Regions from separate parts of the Danio rerio genome. Here region 1 is linked to region 2. Evidence: chromatin contacts called from public Hi-C data. All regions are on one chromosome and are shown on one strand. Each heading gives the region's core, a stretch centred on a gene start, on an enhancer-like site or on the middle of the called end of the contact. The rest is flanking DNA. Distances are from core to core; before and after follow the strand shown.

Region 1 (4,112 bases), core at 1,101-3,600, 290 kb after region 2:
TTATTAGCCCGTGGATTGCCCAAAATAACACGTTTGCTTTTTCTTACACTTTAAGTGCTACCTGTAATTTGAGAAAATAAAACAAAGCAAAAAAAGCTTTTGATTCATTCAATCAAAAATATTTTCTTTACTTGTTTAAACTACATGTTTAATTGAGCTGAAATAACACAATTCTTGAGATTTCATTCGTACAACTTAATTTTTTATGTTCAATCTACAGAAATTTGTTAAAAGTGTTAAGTTAACTCAATCGATTTGTGTTGGGACAACATGGATAAATTGTGTGAAACCCTGCATTTTTTACAGTGTTGAAACGAGGTACAGGCTATAGGCTATTACTTAAATTCAGAAAAATAACTTTTATGAGACTTGTCCACATATTTAATCCACCTTTAAACAAGGTAGCATTTGTAAAAGGACGTCATATATTTGACTAGTTTTAGACTTTTCACACGGATGGACTCTTGTAGTCCTCCCATCAATTAGCACAGTTCGGATTAGCAGTCAGCGGTGTTTGGTCATGAAAAAGAACCTAATCTTGTCGCTATTTCCCTCGGGCAGAATAGACCATGCCTCGCCTCTCACTAAAAGTTTTAAACAGGGAGAAATAATAATAATAAGGGGCGGGGATAGGACTGAATGCAAATGACGTCAGTGAGAGCGAGTGAGATAGACTGGCTCTTATTAAGGCAATGTGGGAAAGGTTTATCGTTATGGCCAGTGCAAGACCCACATCCAGTCACCATGTTCTGGGGGATGGGGCTTTTTTGATGCGGTTGCCCACAGCGACATAGACCACCGCACTGGCAAAAGGGCCCTTCTGTTTAACGCCATGTTCCAACAGAAGCAAGTTACACCTTATTCTATTTCATTAAGCTATAATAGACAGAAGATGTGGCTGGCTAATAATTTTCATAATTATTTCTGTTCTTTCTTTCACAGATTAGAGGAGAGATGCGGAGATTTGTTTTGCAGCCTTAAGATTTGAATTGTTTTTAGTTATTGAATGTGATATAAAGGTAGTATTTAAATTATTTCGATAACCTGACGTGTCTCAGTTGTGACAGAGTTTATGGGCCGTGTAATCTGCATTCAGGGCAAAGTTTATGCATAGGAGGTTAAGTGGGAACTTTATTTTTGAAGTTTCTTGCTGTATTTTACTAGGCTATGAAAATGCAGTTGCATGGAAGCACGTGATTATATTTCTAATAATCTAATAGTCTCTAAATGCAATAACTGCTTTATGAAAAGAACTGCATTACATTGGGTGTGTGTGTGTGTGTGTGTGTGTGTGTGTGTGTGTGTGTGTGTGTGTGTGTGTGTGTGTGTGTGTGTAACTTTATGGCAAACACGACACTAGAAGAAAAAAAATGTTTACTTTAGTAGCAGTACATGTTATATGCTAGACGTTATAACTAAATTATATACGTTTATTTTATAAATGCAATATTGTAATATTATTATTATTATTAATTATTTTTAAAAAGTATAAAACGGTATTGTATTTTGAAACAAATACACCATGTTATGCAACTTAATCGCAAAGTTATACGTCCAATATGTAAGTTGCTTTGTTTAATATGCTACAATTAAATAAAGACTTGCTGATCCGGAGCGATTCATGATAATAAAAATGCTTTTTTAAAACAGCACAGAAGTTAGCAACTCAGCAAACTGTTTTAATTATTAAACTGTTTACTCTCATATGGCATAACATTTCTCATCATTCCCGGTGACGGTCTTCAGTTTTATAAATGTCTTTCAATACTTAATAAATCAATAATACGATATTATGCTGTACATAAAGCAATTTAGCATACTGGCGAGTATTGTGCACTGGGCAGAGAATAAATTAATTTCACGGCATAGTTTCATTGGAAAGTATATGCCAGTCAAATTTACAGTATTCTCGTGATTAACTCAATTTGTCAGCGCGATAATGTGATGTCGTAACATGGGGCAAATGTGTAAAGTAGAATTTAGAACTAAACTAACTTACCTCAATAAACCCGTTCCGATAGCAAAACATTCGTAATGGATTTCGTTATGAGACGCACGGTTCCAAGTTTCAAGTGAAGAGTAATGAGTGTCTATGGAGCCCCTCCGGATCCGAATCACAAAACTAGTCCCAAAGTAAATAATATCCAGTCCAACAAGGGAACCTCGAAAAGAGAACCTCGGAAAAGGTTGTGAGAGATTGCAAACCCCTTTGTGAAGTCGACGAAAATACTAGCCTGTTTAACAGATGAAATCAGGTCGAATATTGGACTCTCCCTCTTCTTTCTTACGAGACACGCAAACCTCGGACGTTAACCGTGTTGTCTTGAGTTCAAAATACCTCTTTCTTTAAACGTGGTTCGGAATATAAAAAAGACATCTCCTTCTCACCATCAACTTTCTCTTAATATTAACCTCAACCTGGCAGTGATTGGCTGGAGTGACAGACCACGTCACACTTGACGCCATTTATCATTCTCCAAACCGGGAAGTTGAAGGAACGGCTGTCTGCTGCGTGCGGATATGCAGAGCATAAACTATATCAAGTTTCTTTGAGGTTCCTCTTATTTCAAGCCACCATTTAATGAATGCACGAATTAGTTATTTTGTAGCGTAGCCTACACAAACACATGTAAGAACACTTTTTAGTTGACACACACAAGCAACAATATTTTGAAGAGGGTGTTCAAAAAACATAACAAATAAACAGTTTATTGCTGTTTATAAACTCACCAACAGAATATATTTATTTTTAGGCCTACACAAAGTGGCTGAAAACTCTAAAGTCACCGTATTTGCTATATAAGCTACTGCTTGAGCTCGTTTGTGTCAAAGGACAACATTTTGATTGCAATATGAATCCATAGTCAGAACATAAATGCTATAGGTATAATTTTGCTTATTTAAAAACTAAAATCTTTTACACTTTAAAAGGTTCGGGATGGATGGTTTCATGTCCATTTTCATTCCATACTTATTATTCCTATTTATAGTTGATAAGGGGTTTTATTACAATGTATTTTACACTGTTAAAACGTAAATAACTTTTTTTAAACTTTCTTTAAACCAATGGCTTCATTGTGAAAGCCTTTTTTTGGGTTTTCCTAGCAGCTTTATTTTTATGAGTGTATTTTGTGGCCTGTTGTTGCTTTAAAAGACGTTATTGCTAATAGTTGCCTAATTTAAGATTACATCTCAATTTACATTTCTGAAAGAAAGAACACAGACATAAGAATCAAATGCTGCACCGTTTAGACCCCGCGAAACCGGCGCAACCCAGCAGAGATCTTGAAATCTCCACTGGAAACCGCACGGCCTGTCCCCGCTTATCAGGCTGTCAATAAAACGAGATGGGGATGCTAAAGCCGGGCCAGGTGCTGTCTCTCCCTCTCTCTGCTGGCCTGCACTCCAGAGCGCGATCAGGCGTAAACTTAAATCTGTCCAGCCAGCTTTCCCTTACGCCGACCCTCTGCTTCCAAGCGTGTGTATGTGTGTTTGGGAGAGAGAGGGAAAAGCAAGGGAAGCCCTCCGGCACACATAATCATTGCTTACTTATCATGGGGATCCATCTTATCATTTTCACCGACTTTATATATTGGAACATTAGCGAGTGTTAAATGTTCAGTAACATAAATACTTTATAACATATACTTTTAAAATTTATTCCTATTTACTATTATTTTACAATATCTCGTTATCTCGTTATTTGATATTTAGATAGATACATTAGATAGATAGATAGATAGATAGATAGATAGATAGAGAGATAGATAGATAGATAGATAGATAGATAGATAGATAGATAGATAGATAGATAGATAGATAGATAGATAGATAGATAGATAGATAGATAGATAGATAATTTAGATAGATACATTAGATAGATAGATAGATAGATAGATAGATAGATAGATAGATAGATAGATAGATAGATAGATAGATAGATAGATAGATAGATAGATAGATAGATAGATAGATAATTTAGATAGATACATTAGATAGATAGATAGATAGATAGATAGATAGATAGATAGATAGATAGATAGATAGATAGATAGATAGATAGATAGATAGATAGATAGATAGATAGATAGATAGATAATAAAAAGTTCTGC
Region 2 (3,793 bases), core at 888-3,387:
AAAAGTTTCTTAAAACAGTCTAGAGAAACAACATTCCTGATGCTGATGGCTAGACATTTAGTTATTGCCCAGCAGGCACATGACATCTTACAATGTTAATATTACGTTAGATTTCGTTTGTAATGTCAGGTGACCAAATTTCAATTCCTTGCCAGTGTCTATAAACAATCAAATTTTGTTGTCCAATAACGACGTCAAATGACGTTGATATTTGGTTGATTTTGGGTTGTGTTGGAAAGTGACCAAAATCCAACATCCAGCCAACATCATAAACAAGTCATATTGATGTCAAATACTTATATTTATTCGTCAGTTATGGCAAATAAAATCCAGTATCTGATAGACCTCATATTGGTAACGTTCACACAACGTCAAGCTGTAACATCCTTAGATCATTTCGGTCATCATACAGTAAACATCTGTGATCTTCTCATCAGTGACATGCATCTACAGTCTCTGGGTTCATGCGTCTTAAGATTTTAGACATCTTCTTGGACACTTTTAATAGCACCTTTCACACAGTGATACCGGTAAATATCCGGAAAATTTCCGGAAAGAGTTTACCGGTATATTGAAAAAAGCGCTGTTCACACAGGCGAGGACGTTACGGAACTTTTCCGGAAAAGAGCATTCACACATCCATTCCAAAATAGCGGTAAATTCTGACATCATTCACCACATGAATGAGCTTTAAACGGCTGCGTTTGTATTTGTAAACATTTGACTAAATTACAAACTCTGTGGATGATCAATATTGTGAACAATTTTCGCAGGATCACTTTCGCATGTCGAGATGTTCATAATATGTGCGTGTGCAGGCGCTCACAGGCTGTTTCACAGGCACACGAACGTAAACAAACAACGGCTTATCATAAGCATCTCATCGATGATTATTTACACAGTTGGCATTAAGAAGAACATATAAACGTGATCTGACTAACTTCTAGCAGCTAAATGTGTCTGGAAAAATATTCAAAGGCTTTTATTCTCACAAACCGCGCGGACGTAAATGCGTCTGACTGTTGTGATTGGCTAAAGCAGACTTCTCACGTCAGCACGTTCTAGACGTGCACGCGCTTATTACGGGAATCTTCCTTCTGCATTCACACAGCGCAGCATTCCGGCAAATTGCCGGTAATGTTACAACTTCTCTTTCCGGAAAATAGCCAAAACGAATTTACCGTTATTTTCAAAAAGGACCTGTTCACACATACAACCTTTCCGGAAAATTGCCGGCAATTTTCCGGAAAGGTCTGTATGTGTGAAAGGGGCTATTGATTCTAAACAGTTGCTGCAATTATAAATATTATTAAAAATCGCAACGTTTCAGATTGATTTTGATTAAACGCACAGCCCTACCACCCATGGTCTTAAGTTTACAGAGTGGCTGATACAGTGTGAGTCCAGGTGCAGGATGAAGAGGTGGAAGTGGCGAGAGTTAAAGTTAAATTGTCTGTAGTTTATGTGTGTGAATGGAAATGTATGGGTGATTCCCAGTGATGGGTTGCAGCTGGAAGGGCCTCCGCTGCGTAAAAACATATGCTGGATAATTTGTCGGTTCATTCCACTGTGGTGACCCCTGATTAATAAAGGGACTAAGCTGAAAATAAAATAAATAAATAAATGTCCTAAAAACGCATTAAGATCCAATCAATTTTTTTAAAATACTAAAATATCTGAGCTACAGACACACACAATTGACTTTTAAAAAAATCTTTATATCTTTAATGTTAGCAATCATATAACTTGTGTTTTATTTACCACCTACACACAGAAAAAGCTAATACTCTATACAACACAATTGAGAGCTTCATTCTCTTCCTCAAATTTGCTCTTTGACATGTAATTAAGTTGTTTTTCTAATGAGCGCGGTTAATGTAATGTGCACCTAATGCACCTGTCATGAGGTGTTGTGCGTGTGTTTCCGCATGTCTGTGCATTTATATATATAATTATATATGTCATAGTTTGCAATGTTTGTGTGTCCTGGATTGCATGCATGTTTTTGCGTGTGTGTCCTCTTCAGTTCCCCCAGGGTTCCTGGTCACCTCCTCAGCAAACAGACGACTTTGCCAAGCTGTGGCTAAACCACCTTCTGCAGAGCCTCACACCCCAGGACACACACACACACATGCACAGCCCTGAGTGGACGAACACAGCTGCTGTCCATGCCCCACAGTGAGCACTTCACACACACTCACACAGGGTCGTGTCACTCTGCCTGCCTTTCGTTTGGGACATGCTGAGGTTTCCTGTGATGGTTAGAGATAGACTGAAGAGATTTTGCACAGAGGCCTAATCTGACAAACACATTTCTAAATACACATATGTTCTAATGCTGTACCACTTTAACTTTCTAGATTTTAATGTGACAAAACTAGTATGAGATAGAATGTCTACCTAGTCAATTAGTTTAATTTAATTAATTTTTAAAAATTATTTTTCTGAGGCCCAGAATATGATTGCCTCTGAGGAAATGTATGGAAGCCATATAGCTAAAATATGTATGACTCACTGCATGCTGCTGACCTATATATTCCATACTTAAAGGGCACCTAGGTTACCCCTTTTTTCATTTCATTAGGAGAAAGGGGAGTCTGAGCTCAGAAAGGCTCTCCTAAATTCATCCATTTGGTTTATTCCTTTGTGTATCAGGGATTGCCATTGTGGAATTAGGGCTGGGCAATATGGCAATGATGCAATCTCGATAATTTTTTTCCTATTGAATGATAACGATATATATATTTCGATATACGTTGTTGCTTCCAGATTTAAGAGCGTACACCAAAAATGACTGAAGCCACAAAAATAAGAGGGTCCATTAACTGACATAACATATTTAAAATTTTCGGTGGCCAACATTTCAGTACATGTTTAATATTAACATACATTTATATTCCCATTACTGCACATTTCAGCTGTGTGATTGGCTCAATATATAGTAAAAAAGTCCAGAGCTTATCATTGTTATTGACAAAAGTTTTGTTGCGATTCAATATAATATCGTTTATCAGCAGTGGGTGCGGTTACATTCGTAACACAGTACTAAAAACACTCAAACGCACACTGGACTTTTCTCCCCAGAGACTTCCATTCAGACTGATGCGAATGCAGCAGACCGGAAACGCAAGCTTTTGCGACAAGTTTCACAGTTCACTGCATTGGAAAGTTCAAGCTTAGGAAACTCTGACCTGCGAAATCACATCATGTGATTGCGTAAGACCAATCGAAGATCAAAACATGATCTCTCTGGACAGAAATGTAAAATATTAACAAATCGCTCGCTTTTTTAATGTTTAATCATCTTGTAGTTTTACATGCTCAAACTCTAGCGTGACCGCGGCTTGAGGTAAAAAAAATCTAGATATTTATGCATGTTTGGATTTGTCTGATTGGTAAATTATGTGATGGCTAATATGGGACCATCCTTGGTCGATTATATGCAAGCGATCCTCTCGAAATTAGCTTATAAATAAACTTCTCAAATTAAATCTAATGTAATGCATATAATAATAATATATTGCAAAATACAATGCATTTTCCATCCATACTAGATGTAGCAACGCAAAGTCATTCTGAAGAGATTTACAAATTTAGAACAGTATGAAAGCCACATAAATAAAACATAGTCGGTTGTTGCTAGATCGGTTATGGTTGTGCCCGAAAGTTAACGAGAATAATTTAATTATTTATTAAATTTCCAATTTATTAGTAATGTCTACCCCTACACCAACCCTAAAAACAGTAATTATACAGAGTATTATTTATACTATCTATAATATTAAATTGTAAA

What was found. Hi-C and Micro-C count contacts between places; a contact is called where the count stands out from the background.
Region 1: a contact with region 2 is called in a Hi-C map of embryo, with 3 times the contacts expected there. The contact joins the promoter of pax6a here to the enhancer-like site in region 2. A contact is called at or near these places in 2 of 18 Hi-C or Micro-C datasets (embryo and an unstated tissue).

Annotation. Positions count from the first base shown.
Region 1 is chr25:15,989,823-15,993,934 of GRCz12tu, forward strand. pax6a (paired box 6a) reads right to left here and starts at 2,351. Exons shown (of 13, transcript NM_131304.1): 1 at 2,000-2,351. It also overlaps a transcript of dnajc24 not described here.
Region 2 is chr25:15,695,539-15,699,331 of GRCz12tu, forward strand. All of the region lies in intron 2 of LOC137489337 (a long non-coding RNA gene), which reads right to left. Among named protein-coding and RNA genes, the nearest start is that of mpped2, 61 kb to the left of the region's middle. Within about 2 kb of position 2,138, at least 3 of the 62 cell types and tissues checked have an H3K27ac peak or open chromatin away from gene starts, as enhancers often do.